3 separate regions of the Mus musculus genome follow, and all the other regions are linked to region 3. The links are chromatin contacts, called in public HiChIP or PLAC-seq maps. All regions are on one chromosome and are shown on one strand. The core of a region is the stretch at or near the end of the contact, and the rest is flanking DNA. Distances in the headings are between cores, read along the strand shown. Region 1 has its middle 36 kb from the start of Gm31213. Region 2 overlaps Gm26633 (predicted gene, 26633). Region 3 holds the start of Isg20 (interferon-stimulated protein).

Region 1 (3,924 bases), core at 838-3,337, 77 kb before region 3:
TCTATGTGATATTTTAATTACTGAGGCAGGGATAATATACAGAAGTCTCTCATTACCACCTTTTTCTTTTTGCAAACTTTCTTTTTGGTGCTATGCATCAAGCTCATGACCTCATACCTGCTAGGAGTGCTTGCTCTTTAAGCTATGCCATTTGGCTCACGACTTTTTGTTTTATAAGTTTGGATATTGAAGTTGTTACGTGTATATATGTTTGCAACTCTTGTAGCTTCAGATTTTCTTCTATAATTATGTCGTTCTGCATATTCTAAATATGCTTTTTACCTTCAACTTTTCTCTAGGCACAGAATTTTTTTGGTTAGTATTCCTTTATTGTGTTGCTGTTATTAGTGTGCACAAATTGTAGATATGAATACCCCTGATAACATTTCCACATGTGCACACACTGTGCTTGGATCATGTCCACGCTCCCTGCACCCTCTCTCACCAGCCTCTCTCTTGGCCAGCATTTGCAGGAATTTCTCTTTCAGTCCTTTACTCCCAGCCTGTCTCTTTCACTGTTTTTTTTCCCTATTTCTGTTTAAAATAGCACACCTCCCAGTTATGAATATCTTTTCCTTGTAATTCTATTGCTTTTTGTTTCAAGTACCTACTTTGAAAGTCAGATCTTGGAAACCTTCTTTTAAATGTTGAGTTTATGCCTCAAATAGTTACTGATGCTCCTCATGTGCTTTTGATCTACCTTGCATTTATAAGGTTTATTAATGTGTACGTGTGTGGAGGAGGGATGTACGGCATGTGTACGCAGGTGCCATTGGCGGCTAGAGGACAGCATCAGATCCGAGGGAATGAGTGTTACAGGCTGTTGTAAGCAGCCAGGCTTGGGTGCTGGGAGCCAAGTTCAGGTCCTCTGGAAGAGCAGCAAGTGCCATTGGGCCACATCTCGGTCTTATTTTTTAAATTTGTTCTTCTGGAAAGCAAGGTGGCACTCATGTTTGCCTTACACATCTGTCCTTCCGTCTCCTGCTTTCTGTTTTCTTGTTTTTTCCTTTCTTTAAAAAAAAAAAAAGACAACTCTCTAAATCATACTTTGTATGCCAACTAGCATTAATTTCTTTCATCATTAAGAAAATGCTGGGGTTGTGTTAATAGGCACGGTGTACCTTTGGGAACTCCGACTTCTCCAGTTTAGCTCTTATCATCAGCTTGCTGGGATCAGCAAGAGATCTACAACAAGAAACACCCAGTGTTGTCTTAAAACAAGATTCCCCACATCACAAGATACCTGACACCTTTCCTGTGCCTACTGTTTGTAAGTCTACACCAGGTCAGCTGCCAGCCTCTTAGTTGATCTGGTGTAACTAATACTGTAGGGAATTGTTTTTGTGAAGTTTAATACTTGACTTTTGAGGATTCCTTGAAATTCAATTCCTTGAAATGACTGGTTGAAGGGAGAATAAGGACGGAAGACCTTACCACGTGTCTCCAAATTGCCATCCTGGCAGGTCACACACTCTTCTATGGATATTTTCCTTCAGAGTAGACATCTCAGGGAACAGTGTAGCTACTCGATTCCCAGATCACATTGAGTCACTTGGTGTGGTGTCGAGAGCCAGGCAGTGGATGAATATAGCCACGTGCTCCTGAGCACTGGTAGATGTGGATTCAAACCAGGGTCCTGGAGTGAGGAACTTAGACCCTTCTCAGTCCCCTCATTCCTGTTGTGAGCTCAGCACTCGGAGTCCCACTGGCTTAGCTTTAAAGGCACTCAGGTGTGTCAGCTATGTGGACCCTCACTCCTGAGGGTTTTTGGGAGGCTGGACTGAGACCAGAAGCAACAAGCTCTGCAGCATCCCCAGGCCCCTGTGTGTGAGATGACAGGAAAAAGGGTCCCTACTTTTGTCTTCTCAAGAAACAAGAGTATGCTCAAATCATGGCGAGGTTAGCGCGCTTCTCTCCCATCTCGACTTTTCGTCTGCTCCAGGAGAAAGGGGGCGGACGCGGGCTGTGGTGAAGCCATCGCTGCCAGGATGCACCGCAGGAATCTGCAGGGCAGGGCTAGGACCCTGTTAGGGGACTCACAGTCCCGCCGCTGCGCACAAAGCCTGCCCTTGTCCAGCTCCTCGCTCCTCTGATGCTGCCCTGAGCTCAGACCTCCCAGCGTCCTGAAGGCTCCGGTTGTGGAGTCCGGTGTCCGGACCACGCCCATTAGGGGGACGTGCCGCTTGCCGCGGACTCAGAACCTTCCCCTGGTGTTGGAGCTTCCAACTCTGCTGGAATCTACTCTTAAGAACACTCGCAGTCTGTCTCAATCCCACTCGCAGAGGCGTTGGATCTGGTCGAGCAAAGACGCATTCTCAGCATGAGTCTGAGTGGGGTGGGGTGGGGGTGGGGGGCAACTGCCACTCACAGAGGTGATAGAGATGGTAAAGGTCATGGTCACCTCTGCAGTAGGTCAGGGTCCAGGGTTGGGCAGAGGTGAATACAGGTTCTCTGTCTCTCATCAGATTTCTTGCAGTACCCGACTGGGCAACCCCAGGACTCCTTGGTCAGACTCTAACTAGCTGTTTGTGCCTGGAGTCTTCGGGTGTGTGAGGGGAGAGGGGGTGGGGATGGATGTTACCCTGGCAACAGCCTTACCTAGTAGTCTCTCATATTTCTACTTATAACGCCGCCCCTCCCCCTCCCCCCACCCAAGCCCATACACACCATATCTTGAGGACCCTTCTGCCAGAGACAGGCAGTAAGCAAGGCACACTTGTGCTGAAGTCCCCATCTTACCTTATGCCCTACCACACACCTGCTTGGGATGCAGGCTGAATTCATCCATCTACTCGCATCTACCCTTAGCATCCATTTATTGATGCTACAGATTAAACAAAATGGGTGCTCTGAGAAGGTTGAATGTGTGCAGTGCAGTTCACCAAGGAGCTCCTTAATGGAAAGAAACAACGTGCTGAAGAGATATAGATAGATAAATAAATAAATAACCCAAAGGACCCAAGGAAAGAGGGCGAAGCAATGTGCAACACCAGGCACTCACTCCAGACCAGGAGGCAAACCAGACCCCACTGGAAACCAGGGCAGACCTGCCATTTCTCGCTGAGTCTTGTTGTTTTTGCTCAGCATGTTCAGACAAGATTTCACATTCACATCCAGGCTGCAGAAGCCTGGGCGGCAAGGTTGATACTGTTTTCCTAATAGGCTGGGAGCCTGTGGGTGTGGGGAAGGCAGGATCAGAGGCCCTGGGGTTGGAGCTGTCTGAACATACAACCATAGGCAGAATCCTCTGCACACAAACTCCACTCCCATCTTGTTATCTGGTCCTGAGTGTGTTCACATTTTTCTGCTGCTCACACACCCTTAATGGCTTCCCATGACAACTGTGCATCTTTCTCTCTTAGCATGTACTATGACAGCCAGGAACTGCTGGATACTGACTGTGAATCTAAATCCTTGACTGTTATAAAGTCTTTAGTAGGATCATGGTCCTAGGAACGGTGTGGTCTCTTTTAAATGACTTTTAGAAGATGCTTGAGTTCTTTTGTGATTGGGTTACCTCACTCAGGATGATGCCCTCCAGGTCCATCCATTTGCCTAGGAATTTCATAAATTCATTCTTTTTAATAGCTGAATAGTAGTCCATTGTGTAAATGTACCACATTTTCTGTATTCATTCCTCTGTTGAGGGGCATCTGGGTTCTTTCCAGCTTCTGGCTATTATAAATAAGGCTGCTATGAACATAGTGGAGCATGTGTCCTTATTACCGGTTGGAACATTTTCTGGGTATATGCCCAGGAGAGGTATTGCAGGATCCTCCGGTAGTTCTATGCCCAATTTTCTGAGGAACCGCCAGACTGATTTCCAGAGTGGTTGTACAAGCTTGCAATCCCACCAACAATGGAGGAGTGTTCCTCTTTCTCCACATCCTCACCAGCATCTGCTGTCACCTGAATTTTTGATCT
Region 2 (4,161 bases), core at 1,031-3,530, 120 kb before region 3:
TGCGTCATTGACTCTGCATCTTCTTTCCCCATCCCTAAGGGTCTTGGTTGGGATTGCAAGCAACAGGTTTCATTAAGGCATTTTCTTACATGTGTGTAATTGTACCTCATTTATATTCACTCTATTTCCTAGATCACTGGATAATTCAGAGCTACAGTAAAATCTGTATCTCTATATATTATTCTTTGGATGGGTCTTCTACTCATTGGTACCATTGGAAAACTGACTCACTGAGCTTACACATCTTCTAGATTTTGACCCATCTTTTACAAACCATTAAAGGAACCACCTTTCTTAATGCCACCACTAAAACTCTTCATTGGGAAGCTAACAGGATATAGCTCATGATACCAGAAATAAGTTTTAAAATCCAAAGTTTTGTTTGAAAGATTTAATGTTACAATCAGCCACAAACTGACAGGCTCACTCTATTTTCAAGAAAATTTCTACTAAATACCTAAGTTGTAATAACAGTTTGGGGATATGTTATGGGGTCCACTTATATCCAACACAATTCAGATACCAGGTCAAAACTGAAAACAGAAATTTATTGTAATCAAGCCTTTACTGATCAGTCAGGGACACAGAACAAAGGAACAGACTGAGGAGCTGAACTGCGACCCCGAGCTAGAACGTTACAGGGACCGAGCTAGAACGTTACAGGGACCGAGCTAGAACGTTACAGGGCCTTAAACTTGAAACCACAAACACCTGTGCCAAGTTACAATTACATCTTCCCACCAATCAGGATTTTGGGATAGGGAACTTTCCTAGGAACATTTCTCTATGTGGTACACATATCCTGTTCTTATTGGCTGGGTAATTCAGCTGTAACCAAGTGACTTGCCTAGTATTCATATCTCAACTTGACAACCAGGATGTCAGTTACCCAGGGAGGTCTTATAAACTTGAACATTTTTCGACCCCTATTCAAAATGGAAGCTTTACTCAAAATGGCTTCAGTTTGGTTCCTTCCTACACTTCATTGTCCTTTCATGTAAAAAATGATGTTCTCTGAAAAGAGTAGATAGTTTAGCTGGAAACTCAGACAGAAATTAAAATGCTTTTTTGTTGTTGTTGTTTTTTAACCATTGACTGTGTATGTTTCTATGGATGGAACCCAGAAACTTAATGCTGTATAAAAACACTATCACTGAGCCATGTCTTAATTAAGGTTACTATGTCTGTGATGAAACATCATGACCAAAAGCAAGTTGGGGAGGAAAGGGTTGAGTTTATTTATATTTTCACATCACCGCTCATCATCAAAGACTGCTGGTATAGGATCTCAAACAGAGTAGGAACCTGGAGGATGGAACTGGAACAGAAGCCATGGGGAGGTGCTGTTCACTAGCTTGTTCCACATGGCTTGCTTAGCTTACTTTCTTATAGAACCCAGGACCATCAGCTCAGTGGTGTCCCTACCTAAAGTGGGCAGAGTACTCCCCCATCAATCACTAAGAAAATGCCCAACAGGCTTGTCTATTTTCTCAGTAGAGGCTCCCACCTCTCAATTGGTTACTATGAGCATAGTCTGCCATTGCCTAAATGCTGAGGCCTCAACACCCTTATGTGTGCATACATCAACACCACTGATCTAAGATGAACTGCAAGGTTCACAATAATCTCCAATGCTGCAAACTTCAGCATAATTTTACTCATTGCCAAATTATTTACACACATGAAGAGTGTTTTCAATGTTTTGTTAGTGCTGGAACAGGACTGGTTCATTTGGATCTAAACATCTCCAAAGGTCCGTATATCAAAGACTTAGTCACCATGTGATGGCACTCTGAGAGATGGCTTAACCTTTGAGAGGTGGGGCTTAGTGGAAGGTCTTCGGGTCATTGGTGATGTAACTGAAGAGGATATTGAGGTCCTAGCTCTTTGAATTTCCTTTTCTCTTTCACATCCCAAACTGGGATGCTCAGCATTGCTTCCTGACCTGTTTCTCCCATGATGCACACAGCCTTACCACCTCAGCTTACTAAAGACCTAAAAGCAATAGACTGCCTGATATTGGATTGGAAACTCTAAGGCAGTGAGCCTAAATAAATGTTTCTTTATATGTCGATTTTCTAGGGCATTTTGTTATAGTCATGGAAAGCTGACTAACAAAAGAACAAAACAAAGCAAAACAACAAATGTAGCTTCATCCGCACCTCCACCCATTACTGAGGTAAGAGTGTGATTCTGCCAGGGAGAGATGAACTCAGTCCTGTTTACAGTACACTCTGTAGTATGACAAGTTGCTTGCAAACCAGGAAGTGACAGGCATAGTGTTTCTTTTATTGAGCTTTGACTCAGCAGGCATTCAGCAGTGTCAACAGCATGAGGCTTTATTACTTATTACTCTTGCGGCTAAAGAAGTTTGATTATGTACTCTGTAAAATGCGTCCATAGGTTTTTATTGCTAGCAGTAAAGGCTGTAAGAAACCTCTTTTTTTTTTTTAAATTCTAAGAGCTTATAACATCTACACTTAATTAGTTAATTCCATTCTCTTTAAACTCTCTAAAATGATACCCCAACTTAAATGGCCACAATAGGGCTAAGGCAAGGCTACAGCAAGGAAGGCACTTGGGGAGCAAGATTTATAGAAAAATGATAATGTTTAAGTCTCTGCTCCAGCTGAGCCTGACACTACCTTCAATCTCATATTGTACCAGTCTTGCTCTGTGTCTTAGTCTCCTTTCCTGCTGCTGTGAATAGGTACTGTGACGAAAGCATCTTAAGGGAGGATGATTGATTCTGGCTCTCAGTTTGAGGGTACAGTCCATTGCACCCTCGGGGAAGCCCTGGCTGCAGGAGCTGGAGACACATTGGATCTGCAGTCAGGAAGCAGAGAATGACAGGCACTCCTGTCATTGGCTTTCTCCTTTTTATGCCAGCCCAGACCCCGATCCAGGGAACGGTGCTGCCCAAGGTTGAGAGTGTGTGTCTTCTTACTTTAAGTAATCTAATCTGGATAATCTCTTACAGGCATGAATGGAGGCGTGTCTCCTGGGTGATTCTAGATCCTGGCAAATTGACAACAAAGAGCAATTTAGCTCCCTGAGGACTGCTGCTGACGACCATGAAAGTCCTCAGAGATGCCCTATTAAGTGCTGATGATGAAGTCAGTGGTTGTCAAACATGCACAAAGCCTCCATTTCATCCCCAACACCACAAACAAAACACATACACACACAAATGTGAGTGCAAGATGTTATGCCGGGCATGGTGGCACACGCCTTTAATCCCAGCACTCCGGAGGCAGAGGCAGGCAGATTTCTGAGTTCGAGGCCAGCCTGGTCTACAAAGTGAGTTCCAGGACAGCCAGAGCTACACAGAGAAACCTTGTCTCGAAAAACAAACAAACAAACAAACAAACAAACAAACAAAAAACAATTAAAAAAAAAGATGTTCTGTTGCATGGGACTTAGTTATCCCCAACTCAGTCCTAGCCATCTCCTACCTCCTCCACACCCCCATCCAGGCCTAGCCACTACCATTTCTTGCTGCTTACTGAAAAGTTTTCCTAACTTTGTTGTTACCCTGGGTCCCTGAAGGACCCACATGATAGCTAAGATTAGTGTTTTCAAATGAAGAGGAAGGAAAAAAAAAAAAAAACAACTGGGCTGGCAAGATAGTTTAGAATGTAAGAGTGATTGCGATCCAGCCCAGTGTCAGCCCCTGGAGTCCAGTCCTGCCTCCCCCACTTGCCCACAATCAATCAATCAATCAATCAATCAATGTAAATTTGATTAACTGGTTTCTTAAAAAGAAAGCTCTCTGCCACTCTTCTGGTTCAGGACCTCACAAATCATTATATATGCATCTGTGTGTATGTTGTGTGTTATGTGTGTGTTTGTGTGTAGGCAGTGTGTACACATATGCATGGTGGTAGAGGTCAGAGGACAACTTTTGAGAGTTTCCTTTTATTATATGGGACTTGATGATCAAAACCAGATCTGTAGGCTAGGAGACAGGTGACTTTACCAATGAGCCATCTGCTGGGTCCCTGGTCACAACCTTTTTCTGGCTTTCCCTTTCCCCATATTTTTATCATGACCATGAGGACTTATCTGGCTTTCTTTAAATTACGTCTCTGCTGCCCCCACCCCCACCCCCATCCTCCCTGGTCTCTAGCCAGGCATGCTCTGGTGTCTCCACCCTTGACC
Region 3 (3,958 bases), core at 1,282-3,781:
ATAAACAGCACATAGACTATGTCCTTTAATCTCCTTGGCAACTCCGCTGTGGCAGGGCAAGCAATGACCTCCCAAACGTTATCCAGAACCCTCTGAGGAGAATCTGTGATCCCTGGATCAGGGATGAGGGTGTGGGTAGGGCTAAGGTGCATGTGGAACTTAAATTGTTAGCCAGATGGTAATACTTAAAGAGGGGGAATTTTACACTGGGATTGTAGCTCATCGGGAAAGTTATAAGATCCAATCCCTAACACTGGACAAAGAGGACAAGAGGGCTCCAGAACAGATCCCCATTAGCACAGGGCCCTTATTTTTGAAGACTAGGGGTTCTTCATGAAAAGAAGTTGTGGGCTGTTGGTCATTCTGAATATGGAGAAAGGACTAAGGCCAAGGGGCTCCAGCACCCCCAGAAGCTGGTAAGGAGCCTGAGGAGCCAGCCTTGCAGACCCCTTAAGTTTAGTCCCACTAGGCCCAGGTTGGACTTCTGAAATGAAGAACGGTAAGATAACAAGTCCACATTGTCTTAACATATGAAGTTGGTGGGTCTGTTCAGTGGCTACAAAAACTAGCTCCGTTAGGAAGGAGGCTGGACTTACCAGGATTCTACAAAAGAGAGCAACAGAAACACACAGGAGCCAATGACTTTGCCCAAAGTGTCTCTGACCATTTTAAATATTTGCAAATTCTTTCATAGTCCTCTTTAAAGATTAATAACTAAGGCTGGAGTGTGGCTCAACTGGCAGAGTGCTTGCCTAGCATTGGAGGACCTAGCGTCTGGCCCATATAAACCGGGTACCATGACACATGCCTGTAAACCCCAGAATTTGGGGCAGATAGAGGCAGGAGGATCAAAGCCAGCCTGAGCGACATGGGACCCTATCTTAACAGCAAGCAAACAAATGATGGGGAATGGAACTCCCGGGGCTGGGGAAGCCCTGAAGGAAAGTCATACACAGAAATAAGCCCAGAAAATCCCATACGGCAGGCAAATAAACTTACACATAACTCCTGCCCACTGGCCCTGGCACACTGCCCCTCTACCTATCCCTCCCAGAGCGCACATGCACAAGTGTGACAAGTGCTACTAGTGTTTGGGCAATCTGGGGGGTGGGGGGCGGTTTGCTAAGCACCATCAGGGTACTGGGATTTCCACCCAGTGGGCAGTAGCAGAGCCTGGCTGCTTGCCACACAGCGGATGAGCAAGCCTGATCTATCTGGCGGCCCAGTGGGAGGATGGGCAGCCCTTAGAGTGCTCAGCTCCGTGTCCTACATGTCTGGAAGACATGGACACAAGGTTAAAGGGTAAGAACCTCGGGCCTCAGTGGCCCAGAGCACGCAGTCTGGGAACACAGTCTCCTTCAGCCCAGGAGCCTCTGGCCTCTGAGTCAGAGCCAGCTCAGCCTCAGAACCTCATTTCACAGGCTCACCAGAGCAGTGCGATGTAGAAGAGAAGGAACATCAGGTGGGACTCAATGTCCCCATCATAAGACCGGAAAGTTGGACCAGAAAGATGCCCTGAAAACAGCTGCAGATGGGAGCCTAAGATTCTCTGGTGGTGGGGAGACTAACTTAGTTGAGGGCTGTGATAGGGAGACCCAGAGTCCTTCCCTCCCTCAAATATGTGAGAAATTCCTCATGGGAGAGTCACAGACCACAGACCCTAGGAAGGAGCTGAGGTGGAAGGACAAATGTGCCTCGACTCCTGCTCCTTCTTCACTTACCTCTAGCCTGGCTTCACCAAATGGCGTGGCCCTCACCATGTGCTGAGGCGTGACCCCGCTGACTTGGGTTCTGTAGTCCGTGATCTCTCCCTCGGGTCGGATGTACTTGTCATACAGGACTGCGCCATGGATGTTCACAATGCTGCAGCGGGCGAGGCCACTCACCCTTTGAGGCCCAAGCCCCACCATCTCACAGTCCATGGCCACCACCTCTGGGATGCCTGCCATGCTCCTTGGCGACCCTCAGAAAGCCCTGGAGGATGGGGAGGTGGGGGGTGGGGGAGAGCCAGGCTGTCAGTCAAGAACCAACAGCCCTCCAGGCATCCTGGGCCACCACCCTGCCAAACTACACCCTGAGCCCTGCCCATTATCTCCAGTGCCACCTGGCAACAGAAGCTGGCCTCTTGCCAGCCTTCAGCTTCTGTGTGCTATAGGTCCCAGAGCTTGCTGGTCCTGTCTGGCTGTCCCACCTCGAAGCCCCCTCCCATTGCCTCCCAGTTTGGGCAGCTATGTGGTTGGTACCTGCTCTCACCTGTCTCAGTGCCCTGGGTTCTCTTCTGCCCCTCTGTTTCCACTTCTCGGCTACTTCAGTCACTTTGGGAAGTGACTCATCTCTAACGGGGAGCCTGCCTGTTTTAGTTTCAGTTTCTGGTTCATTATCAAGGGAAGTTGAGGAGTGGGGGCAGGCCTTGTAGCCTGGGCTGTTCCATCTCCTCAAGGCTGGCCAGGTAAGGGGGCTGGCAGGTTGAGTCAGGGCTGGTGGCCGCGTCAGGCTGTCCCTCCTCTGGCCCTGCCCTACTCCTCCCTTTCGGATGACGTGTCTGACGTGGACGGAGTGGATTGCAACATCTTTCTTTGCTTTTCTCACCCTCCACCCAGAGAATAAACATCTCCGGGATTGGAGCCTGGGGAAGGTCCCACAACTTCTGGGACCTGCTGTCAGTGTGCTACCCTGGGAGGTTTTCTGAGGACAGAGCAAGCAGTTCTTGAGATGCTGGTACCATTAACTGGGAAGGGCAGCAAGGGGTTGGGGGAGGAGGAGGGTCTAGTCCTTGGTGCCTCATTGGGCAGAGACTCTACCTGGGAGAGTTGACAAACAGCAGCAGACCTTTAGAGGGCCTCAAGCCAGGCTGTTCTTCCTCCTGGGTTCTAGTCTCCTGGGCTGGGACTTAGAATCCTTAGAGTGATACCTATTATTAGGTCCAAAAGGAAAAATTCCAAGAACCCTCCCCAGCCCCCTGAAATAAAGGGCAGGCCCACTGTCTTTGTCCAAAATGACAGTCTGGCCCGCAGCTCAAGCTGGACTATAGGGTTTCTTGTGTATAGCTCAAAGTTCTCACAAAGAGTTCCTCAGAAACCTGTCAGAACAGTTCTGTGGGTCCACATGACAGCCCATGCTAGCCTGCAGACTCCTTCACATGACACATGTTCACATGTACCTGTTCTGCACTGGCCTTCTGACCCCTCTCACCTCCCTGACTCCTCCGCTCTGCTAGCTCCCAGGCCCTTCCACCTCAGCCCCGTCCGTTTTCCTTAAAACCAGCAATATCCCCACTCTACCCCCTGCCGCTCTTACTATTCTCTTCTCTAGCTCCCCACTCCTATTTTCTCTGCTCCTGAGAGATGGTCCTGTCCATGGGCAGGCAGTCTGCTGCTTTTCCTCTCTGCTCTGGACTCTTCTGGATGCCCCTGGCTGGTCTCTCATAGCGACAAGAAAACTCCTCCCCTGAATCATGGAGCCCCTGTTGCTTATTCCTAACACGCAGGGAACGTTCAGTATTCTAATAAACAAACTGAGGTATGCGCGGATCAGAAACAGACTCAGCTTTCTAAGAGGGGAGCGCTTGCAGAACACACCAGAGAGAGAGAGGCCAAAGGAAGAATATATATGGATCTGCATTCGCTTTGCCACTCGGGGAGATAAAACACAGAGGCGCTAGGCTATGTTCCTTTCTCTCCGCTGGGGTGCGGGGCTTGTGGGTCATACCGCTCAGGGGAGAGGAAATGAAACCTAAGATAGGGGCCCCAGTTCATTGTCACTGGGTCGGAAACTGTGGTTCTCAAACTCCTGGGCATGGAAACCCCAAGAGTTGAAGGGATGAGGGTGGGGTGGGGCTAAAAACAGGGAATCCGGCTTAGTTTCAGACCTGCTTCGGAGACTTGAGCACTGCTCTGTAGGACAAAGGCTTGCCCCCCGGGGCGGTCCTTGAAGGAAACAGCCATTGCTTGTCCAAACT

What was found. HiChIP or PLAC-seq counts read pairs in DNA pulled down with a chosen protein or histone mark.
Region 1: an H3K27ac HiChIP or PLAC-seq map of embryonic stem cells shows a contact between it and region 3, with 5 read pairs. The contact joins the enhancer-like site here to the promoter of Isg20 in region 3. A contact is called at or near these places in 5 of 39 promoter capture datasets (embryonic stem cells, frontonasal cranial neural crest, hematopoietic stem and progenitor cells and 2 more), 9 of 484 Hi-C or Micro-C datasets (Sertoli cells, cerebral cortex, cortical neurons and 4 more) and 1 of 115 datasets of contacts at active chromatin or transcription factors (embryonic stem cells).
Region 2: a contact with region 3 is called in an HNF4G HiChIP or PLAC-seq map of pancreatic cancer cells. The contact joins the enhancer-like site here to the promoter of Isg20 in region 3. A contact is called at or near these places in 5 of 39 promoter capture datasets (the C10 cell line, the HPC-7 cell line, cranial neural crest and 2 more), 1 of 484 Hi-C or Micro-C datasets (the Ba/F3 cell line), 3 of 115 datasets of contacts at active chromatin or transcription factors (embryonic stem cells and pancreatic cancer cells) and 1 of 9 other capture datasets (adipose tissue).

The regions. Positions count from the first base shown.
Region 1 is chr7:78,988,649-78,992,572 of GRCm38.p6, reverse strand. No RefSeq gene overlaps it. Among named protein-coding and RNA genes, the nearest start is that of Gm31213, 36 kb to the right of the region's middle. Within about 2 kb of position 2,087, at least 75 of the 459 cell types and tissues checked have an H3K27ac peak or open chromatin away from gene starts, as enhancers often do. A contact at or near this core is called in Sertoli cells, cerebral cortex and cortical neurons, where this site is marked.
Region 2 is chr7:79,027,475-79,031,635 of GRCm38.p6, reverse strand. All of the region lies in intron 1 of Gm26633 (predicted gene, 26633), which reads left to right. Among named protein-coding and RNA genes, the nearest start is that of Acan, 24 kb to the left of the region's middle. Within about 2 kb of position 2,280, at least 14 of the 459 cell types and tissues checked have an H3K27ac peak or open chromatin away from gene starts, as enhancers often do. A contact at or near this core is called in pancreatic cancer cells, where this site is marked.
Region 3 is chr7:78,912,338-78,916,295 of GRCm38.p6, reverse strand. It overlaps Isg20 (interferon-stimulated protein), which reads right to left and starts at 2,531. Exons shown (of 4, transcript NM_020583.5): 1 at 2,254-2,531; 2 at 1,722-1,974. The coding sequence starts at 1,949.